Linked DNA regions of Xenopus laevis: region 1 is linked to region 2. A link is a contact called in public Hi-C data. All regions are on one chromosome and are shown on one strand. The core of a region is the stretch at or near the end of the contact, and the rest is flanking DNA. Distances in the headings are between cores, read along the strand shown.

Region 1 (4,959 bases), core at 841-3,340, 74 kb before region 2:
TGATGGATCTTATGATATTTTATTTGGGAGAAAGATTTTGTGAGACACTGGATAAGGAAGCGGACATGAAAGTCCTCCTATCAGCTGTACGTTACCTATAGCAACTAATCAGCACCGGGGGCCAGTACTTTTTATTTCAGCAGATTATAGCCTTGTAGCGAACGAACGATCGAATGTCCCAATGTTCCAACCTGCCACTAACCATTCAGATTAAATAAAGTAGTAAAAGAACAAATCGGACGATGTTTTGCCCGTGACAGCAATCATATGAAAGTTATGTCCGACAAACAGAAGTGACAGTCACCCATTGATATGGGTATGGGATCTGTTATTCAAAAACCTGTTATCCAGAAAACTTTTTTTTTTCCAAATAATTGACATTTTTTAAAATGATTTCCTTTTTCTGTTTAATAATAAAACAATAGCTTGTACTTGATCCAAACTAAGATATTAATCCTTATTGGAGGCAAAAGCATTGGGTTTATTTAATGTTTACATGATTTTCTAGTAGACTTAAGGTATGAAGATCCAAATTCTGAAAAGATCCATTATCCACAAAACCACGGGTCCCGAGCATTCTGGATAACATGTCCCATAACTCTAGTGGATTCAGTGGAACCCTAGTTTGAATATGTGTGTGTGTGTGTGTGTGTGTGTGTGTGTGTGTGTGTGTGTGTGTGTGTGTGTCTTAGCTCAGGATAAGCCAATTACTCCTGGACTCTGTTGCTAGGGTTTGGTGGAATCCTAGCAACCCAGTAAAACAGCAGCTTGTACTTAATCCCAACTAAGATATAATTCATCCTTATTGGAGGCAAACAGCCTATTGGGTTTATTTTATGTTTTTAGGATTTTCTAGTAGACTTAGGCTAAGGCCACACTAGGCGATAGCGCCGCGATTTGAAAAGTCGCCGCGAGTCAAATCGCGGCGCTATCGCCTAGTGTGGCCTTAGCCTTAAGGTATGGAGATACAAATCATTAAAAGATCTGTTATCTGAAAAACCACAGGTCCCAGACATTCTGGATAACAGGTCCCATATGTGTACATGCAGAGATCGTTATCGTTAGCAGACAGAAATGCAGAAAGAGTAAGGTCACACTCAGAGATTAGTCGCCCCAGCGACAAATTGCCTCTTCTTCTGGGCGACTATCTCTCAGAACTGCCTTCCCATACCTTCCCGCCGGCTATAATGAAAAACTCACCAGTGGTATGGCACTTGCTGCGCTTCGTTTTCCGAATTCGCCTGAAGTTGCCTCAAGAGGAAAGTTCAGGCGACTTCGGAAAACGAAGCACAGCGAGTGCCATCATTATAGCCGGCGGGAAGGCAGGGGAAAGCAGTTCGGGGAGATTGTCGCCCAGAAGAAGAGGCGATTAGTCGCCGGGCGACTAAATCTCCCCGAATCTCCCCGTGTGACCTTGCTCTAACCTGTCTGGTTGACTTAATGACTGATCGCCACAGTACAGGTATAGGACCTGTTATCCAGAATGCTCAGGACCTGGGGTTTTCCAGATAACATATCTTTCCGTAATTTGGAGCTTCATGCCCTAAGTCTACTAGAAAATGTAAACATTAAATAAAGCCAATAGGCTGGTTTTGCCTCCAATAAGGATTAATTATATCTTAGTTGGGATCAAGTACAAGCTACTGTTTTATTATTACACAGAAAAAGGAAGTAATTTTTAAATGTTTGGGTTATTCGATAAAATAGAGTGTATGGGAGATGACCCTTTCGTAATTCAGAGCTCTCTGGATATTGGGTATCTGGATAAATGATCCTATACCTGTACAATAAACGTTGGGACAACACACATGGTTAAAAATTGTGCAAACCTTTGATTGGTATGACTTTATCTATGGGCCGCTTTATAGGGGTTTGAGATAAGCAAGCTGCTGGGAAGCTCTGAGCAATACCAAGGGCTGGGCAGCAATCATTAGTCATTGTTATGTCTGTACTGGTTTGATACTGCTGTGTATAAAGATCATTTGGGCAATATTTGATGGTGACAGGCAGCAATCACACTCATTAGTTCTGTGTAACCCTATTGATTGAGCAGTGCAGTACCATGTTCAGACAACAGAGAGCAGAGTGCGCTCACACTAATGTGCTTCCTTCCAATAAACCCAGTGCAGCTGCGAGATGCAAGTGCCGGCTTTCTCTGGTGGCGTCAGGTTTGGTGCCAGATGCCTTAGAAACTATTTATTAACAGTTTATTTAATTTCAGCCACCCACCGGGGCCCTGGCACCAGTTCTGAGTGCTGCTGGCGACTTCAGCAGTGTAAAGCCAGTCTTGGCAGAGGCACAGAGCTCAGATTTACATGAATTTTCCCTCGGAGAAGCAATTTGCTGGTACCTAACCATACTTAGGCACAGCAAAGTGGCTCAAAGGGCTCTTGTTTGGATCTGTTTGATTTTAAACGGGGAACAGAAACAAATGTTCTCACCTGCTAATATTTACTGAGAAATGGAACCTATTCCAGGGCTTTGTGGTCTCCCCATTAGCCTTGGCTCACAGCTCCCTATGCACCCAGAACATTCCTTCTCTGTATATTTGTATTTATACATATGAGTAGGAGGTGCCATATTAATTCCCTTAGACAGTACAGTATGAGGGTATAGCTTATTGTATGTCCAGGCCCCAGAACATTCCTTCTCTCTATATTTGTATTTATACATATGATTAGGAGGTGCCATATTGATTCCCTTAGACAGTACAGTATCAGGGTATAGCTTATTGTGTGCCCAGAACATTCCTTCTCTTTATATTTATACATATGAGTAGGAGGTACCATATTGATTCCCTTAGACAGTACAGTATGTTGGTATAGCTTATTGTGTGCCCAGAACATTCCTTCTTTGTATATTTCTACCATCAGTCTGGGCCTTCCCCATCATAGGTGCCATGACTCCGAATGGGAGTTTGCCGGTTGTATTAGACCCCTGCAGGTCTCTAGGACGAGTGTTGGGTTTAAATCCAATGTAACACACTTACAGTCTGATTAGAAGCAGCTGCACTGCTGGCTGTACAAATATACAAAATATCTGGCAATCACAATGTCTCTGATATTCCGTCCCAACTTCCCATTCCCAATCATTTCTGTCCTGTGGAACATTATGATATAGGTGATTCTGATGGCAGCCTGGGGCCTATAGCTCCGCCTCCAGCATGTGCAGGGGCCCATGGTGCCCTAAATTCACCAATGCCAGAGCCCCACACTGTTATCCACAAAGGCTTATTCTATTAAAGCTTTGGATATGTGATCCTGATGCCAGTAACTGAAGGGAGTAGAGACCATCTGTGCCATATTTGTGCCATATCATTGCCATATCTGTGTATATCAGTGCCAGTGTATTTTACAAAATACAAACTATTAAATGCTGACTGTGTTACTGCAGCCTGAGTGACTAGAGCTTGTAAAAGGATGATTTTAAACAAGATTCGGCTCTTGGATTTTATTTAACACTAGACCAGTAACACCCAGGGCACACCCCTGGGCCTCTCTTTATATGTGCTTATAATGCTTTTTTGTTTGGAAGGTATCCACCCTATCTTAAAATTGCTTATATCCACCTTACACATCTGAGATTTCCTATATAACCTACTCAGACAGGTGCAGATATATGATAGCTAGATTACATATTACAAATATATGATATTGATAAATAGATGATAGATGACAGATAGATGACTGATTACAGGTGGATGACAGGTGATAGATAGATGACTGATAGATGATAGATAGATGACAGATAGAGGACAAATATATGATAGATGACAGATTGATGAGAGATAGATAGATATATGTTAGAGCAAGCCAATTTACATAATCTGCTTGGAAGTGCATTAGATAGGAAGAGATTAGTGAGTAAATAGAGTGCTGAGTATATTCCTCTTGGTGAGAGAAAGAGTTTTAGGAAGGAATGTGCAGCAAAGGAGTCAGGGCCCATGCACAGGGTATATATATATATATATATATATATATATATATATATATATATATATATATATATATATATATATATATAGACAAATACAAGATTCCTCTGCACTCAACCCATTATCAATATATTTAAGACAGCGACATTTTGTGCATACTGCTACTAAAAAATGCCTTACCCTTTAAACAAAACAGGGATTGTTTGTCCATATATTGCAATATATTTAAGCTGGCCAACTACGTCAAAGTCATCCCATATCTGGCCAGTCCTATGCTCAATTTTCATTTGATTCATTAAGAATTCTATGGTTTCATTATACATTTTATAAAAGGGACGAATACGTTTTACCTGCAACTTACTAGCTGCTTTCAAAGTAAAACTCCCAAACTTGGCTGCCCTTTTATTAGACACCAGTGGGATCACCTGACTATAGTTGGAGGGGGTGGGAGCTACAACATGGAGCTGGTCACTGCTCTTGTAGAACTACAACAAACAAGAGAAAGTTGTGCTCACCACTAGTTTTTAAAATCATTAGGCGGGGGTGCAATGAGGGTGTGACCACAAAATACATATAGACAAATACAAGATTCCTCTGCACTCAACCCATTATCAATATATTTAAGACAGAGACATTTTGTGCATACTGCTACTGAAAAATGCCTTACCCTTTAAACAAAACAGGGATTGTTTGTCCATATATTGCAATATATTTAAGCTGGCCAACTACGTCAAAGTCATCCCATATCTGGCCAGTCCTATGCTCAATTTTCATTTGATTCATTAAGAATTCTATGGTTTCATATATATATATATATATATATCCTGTGCATATAATATATTATATTATATATATATATATATATATATATATATATATATATATATATATATATATATATATATATATATATATATATTTATATATATTGTATCTAGGCCTGGCTTATTTAGTTAGAGGCCACTCTGCTAGGGCACATTTTCCAGTGTAGGAAACTCTGACTGCCACGCTCTGGGCTCAGACTA
Region 2 (4,841 bases), core at 924-3,423:
CCGCTGGGCATTTTTCATTATAGCCGAAGGTAGGGGTAGGTAGTTTCGGGGAGATTGCTGCCTGAAGAAGAGGAGATTTGTTGCCTGGCGACTAATCTCCCTGAATCTGCCCAGGTTCCCTGACCCTTATTTGTTACTGTGTATTTGTTACTGTGTACTGTGTATTAGGTCCATTATAGTTGTATTATCACACTGACTTCTGGTACAAGGGGCCCCCTAGTGTCCAGTCATTGTCTTGCTATTCCGGTGTTTGTGAGTAGCAATTGCTGTGCTCATGTATGGAAGGAAGCAAGAGAGCAACATTGGAAGGAATATTTCTGGAGCATCGCAGGGACATTTTGTTGTAAAATAAGGGCTTAAAGGGGAGTGTAACTAAGTTATCCCCACATTAAAGCCAGACAGCAGCAAGAAGGAGTGTGTAGTGAAACCGGCTGCTTCCTGCTGGGTTTAGATGTTGTACATATGTTCTGTGGATTCTGTTGGACCCTGCTCTCTCTCTGATAAAGGGGGGCAGTCAGCAAAATGCAAAGGATAAGTCTGAGCAGTATATCCATCCTTTCTAACATTATTCTACGTGTAGTTTTATACTGTGACAGGAGAGGGCACCAGAAAACCTTTCATTGAGTTTATAGTCACTAAATAATATTTTTATTCCTATGGGTCCTCATCTCGGGGCTCACAAATTAATTTTTTTGTTTTCTCATTGCAATTTTATGAGCAGACTGTAGAGGGAGAGAGAGAGAGCGACCTGGGCAGTAACCTGTATTAGAGAGACATTACCTTCCCTTGACCTTCTATCTGTGAGCCAGGAAACTGCGTCGGGGGTCATCACCCTGGTTTGGGTGGGGGGATTTCCCACAAAACTAAGAGCCCAGCCTTCTATGGTGCTTGCCATTGGCTTACACTTTAACTCCAGTCTCCAGCCCCCTTTACATATTAACCTGCTCCTGGCATCCCAAGGTCATTCCCAGGCATGGACCTCACCACTTCCCAGTTTCCTGTGAGCTCACAATTCACTGCTAAACCTGGGAGCAGAATCCTGCAGGTCTTTCTGTTTCTTATACATAATGGTGAGAGCTGCCATAGTACTACAGTATAAAGGTGAGATATACAGCATGGCATCAGATAGATCTGTTGATTTTATTCCCTTCCAGGGGAACAATTCAAGTTAACGCAACCCCGCCCCACCCCAAGCAACACCTTTTTTGTATTCACAGAGCCCCGTAACCGAATCCTTCTCAAGTTCCCAAATAAAGCCAATTCTTTACAGTTATTAATACCTGCGGTGCCCCCGAATGTGTTTCCAATTTGCAGAGGAGGAAGTTTCCACAGTCTTTTTTAACTCCCAAAGGGAACGAGCCAAATAGAGAGCGGAGCTGCTCCTCTTCTCTTGCTGATTTTTTTTATTGGGAATGAAGATAAATGGCCAGTAAACAATTGTAGTGCCTGCTTGCGGATTCGCATTCAGTCGCCAGTGGAGCACGAGGGGTTAAACGGCACAGGTTCTGAGCACATCGGGAGCTGCAGACCTGCTACACAATAATCCTTTATAAATAATATTTCTAAGTTGGGGACGCGTGCGGCTGGGAATTCTTTGGCCATAGAAGGAAACGCTCGCCATGTTTGTTTATATTCCCCTTTACTCGTCTGTAACGTCCAATAAACTGGTGGTTTATCTTTGCTTTTGAAATAAATCTTAAGCATCCCCCTTGTTACTTTGTTTCCATTCCTTCTATATTTAACCCAACGAATGGAAACGTCCCAGAAAATGTCACCCCAGGGGCCCTGGCCGTGTGAGCCTTATAGGCGCTGCAATAGGGACCCCTCTGTGTTGCAAATTCATGTCTTAGAGCAGATTCACACAGACAGCGACCCCCCCACTCACATATTATATTGTGGATTGTCTGAGAGTTGCTGGGAGTTGCAGTTTGCAAAGAGCTGGAGAGCTGCAGGTTGGATTTACTTGACTGAAAATATCAAACATGTGGTGCTGGGGCCCCTGGGACAAACCCCCACTCCCTGCCTTACCCTAAAACCTGGTCCTGCTGACCCCACAGCCAGCAGCTGATATATCCTGAGTGTAGACTGGGTGGGGGCAGAAAGGGCACTTGTGTTTGTTTCTGATTGGGAAGGTGGGAGGTAGGGTGTCAGGGTGGGAGTTGTCGGCCACAGGAGCATTGGGGTTATTAGGGGAGGAGAGACACAGACTCCCCTCCTGCCTGTGAATGTGATAGGAGGCGGCAGAGAGAGTGAGAGAAGCTGGCAGTAGGGAGAGATAAGAGAGAAGGACATGCTGGTTCTGTGCAGGGCAGGTAAGTGCACTTTGTGGGGCTGCTGCCTGGGGGTTAAACATCACAGGGGCAAACTGTCATTTTCCTGCACACTCTCTCTTTCTCTCTCTGTTTATGGTGGATTTTGCTTGGTGGAGGATGATGGGAGATGTAGTTTTGGCCAAGCCTTTTAGGATCATTTGGCCACTGGGGGGGGCTATTTCATTAGAATCTATGGAGAAACTTACCAGTCATTGAATAAATACACAGATATATCTGGGTCCCTAAGCAGGAGAACCATTGGTGCTGTGTGTTCTGAACCCAAACTGGAAGGTATTTCCATTCATTGATATTCTTCCGACTCTTGACATTTGATCTATAAAATGTACAGACCAACTGCAAGACTTTCTTCATTTCACCTTTAGCACAATGTTTATTTTTAAGCAAACTTCCCCTTTCATGTAGGTGTTTAGGTTATTTTGTTTCAAACTTCAGTGCCCTGCCTGCAGCATAAATGGTATTGTGGAGCTGTTCTGTTGCAGCCCAATGGGAAATGTTGAGTGATGCCCCTAACTGGTGAGAAGCGGTACTGCAACTGCCTTCAGTTATTATTACTGGTTATTTATATAGAGCTGCCATGTGTATTCAGAGCTTTTCTGTTCTTCAGTCACACCTGTCCCTGCCCCTGCCCCAGCAGAGCTTACAATCTAAGGTCCTTTGGCCAACACTATAGTATCAATTTCATCAAGAGCCAATTCAGATGACATTTTGTTGATGAGGTGATGCTGTCCCTTTAAATGTCAGTGCCAGGTGCTGAAAGGCCTGTTTGTAGCTGTGCAGAGCCTATTAGATAAGTGCAGAGCTAAATGTGTCCAGAATGAGACGGGCTGTGGGCTACGCATTCCTGCCTCTGGGAATAGTGACAGTCACAACACACCAGCTTTCTGTGTCATTGTCGGATATAAAAATTGCTTATTCTGGCATGGGGGGGGGAATTCATTTAATTGGGCTCACAATTCTATTTCGTTCTTTGCTAAAAGCAGCAGCTCTGCCTTGCATTATGGCAGGGATCAAAACAATAGTCTCAAAAGACAAAGCAGCATCACTAATCCTAATCTGAGTCCAATTACTACCTTGGGTGGCTGAGAGTATGAGGATGCCAGGTGTGCTCACCTGATGGGATTGGCAAGGGGCACAGTGTCTACAAGGGCTGAACATTTGCCCTACCCAGCCCATAGGCCTTCAATGTACCCCATACCCGGTTTATAGGCCTTCAATGTGCCCCATACCCAGCCCATAGGCCTTCAATGTACCCCATACCCAGCCCATAGACATTCTGTGCTCCTTACCCAGCCTATAGACTTTCAATGTACCCCATACCCAGCCCATCGACCTTCAATTTACCCCATACCCAGCCCATAGACCTTCAATGTACCCCATATCCAGCCCATAGATATTTTGTGCCCCTTATCCAGCCCATAGGTTTCAATGTACCCCATTGCCAGCCCATAGACCTTCAATGTACCCCATACCCAGCCCATAGAACTTCTGTGCCCCTTACCCAGTCCATATGCCTTCAATGTACCCCATACCTAGCCCATAGGCCTTCAATGTACCCCATACCCAGCCCATAGACATTCTGTGCCCCTTACCCAGCCCAAAGGCTTTCAATGTACCCCATTCCCAGCCCATAGACCTTCAATGTACCCCATACCCAGCCCATAGATATTTTGTGCCCAATATCCAGCCCATAGTTTTCAATGTACCCCATTTCCAGCCCATAGACCTTCAATCTACCCCATACTCAGCCCATAGAACTTCTGTGCCCCTTACCCAGTCCATATGCCTTCAATGTACCCCATACCTAACCCATAGGCCTTCAATGTACCCCATACCCAGCCCATAGACATTCTGTGCCCTTTACCCTTCCCAAAGGCTTTCAATGTACCCCATACCCAGCCCATAGACCTTCAATGTACCCCATTCCCAGCCCATAGACCTTAAATGTACCCCATTCCCAGCCCATAGACCTTCAATGTACTCCATACCCAGCCCATAGACATTCTGTACCCCTTACCTAGCCAATAGGCTTTCAGAATACCCCATTCCCAGCCCATAGACCTTCAATGTACCCCATACCCAGTGCATAGGCCTTTAATGTACCCCATACCCAGTCCATAGGCCTTCAATGTACCCCATACCCAGTCCATAGGCCTTCAATGTACCCCATACCCAGCCCACAGACCTTCTGTGCCCATTATCCAGTCCATAGGCCTTCCATGTACCCCATACCCAGCCCATAGACCTTCGATGTACCCCATACTTAGCACATAGGCCTTCTGTGCCCCCTGGTTCTGCATGGCTGGTCCTGCATGGCTGGTCCATATGAAGTGATAGTGGAGTGATCATCCCAGATTTTTCTCTGTAATATATAAAATATCCAGATTTGTATGTGTCGCTGTAATTGCTACATTGTTGCCTTTCATGCAAGATCCTGTATTTCCTAGTGTACAGCAGTGTCCCAGTGTATAATATACACAGTCAGATTTGCACTAGCTGTACTCACACACT

What was found. Hi-C and Micro-C count contacts between places; a contact is called where the count stands out from the background.
Region 1: a Hi-C map of the XL177 cell line shows a contact between it and region 2, with 3 times the contacts expected there. The contact joins two enhancer-like sites. A contact is called at or near these places in 2 of 4 Hi-C or Micro-C datasets (the XL177 cell line and the XTC cell line).

Annotation. Positions count from the first base shown.
Region 1 is chr4S:21,191,617-21,196,575 of Xenopus_laevis_v10.1, reverse strand. The region is part of intron 2 of nav2.S (neuron navigator 2); the gene reads left to right. Among protein-coding and RNA genes, the nearest start is that of nav2.S, 57 kb to the left of the region's middle. Within about 2 kb of position 2,090, at least 1 of the 7 cell types and tissues checked has an H3K27ac peak or open chromatin away from gene starts, as enhancers often do.
Region 2 is chr4S:21,118,298-21,123,138 of Xenopus_laevis_v10.1, reverse strand. The region is part of intron 8 of nav2.S (neuron navigator 2); the gene reads left to right. Among protein-coding and RNA genes, the nearest start is that of dbx1.S, 120 kb to the right of the region's middle. Within about 2 kb of position 2,173, at least 1 of the 7 cell types and tissues checked has an H3K27ac peak or open chromatin away from gene starts, as enhancers often do.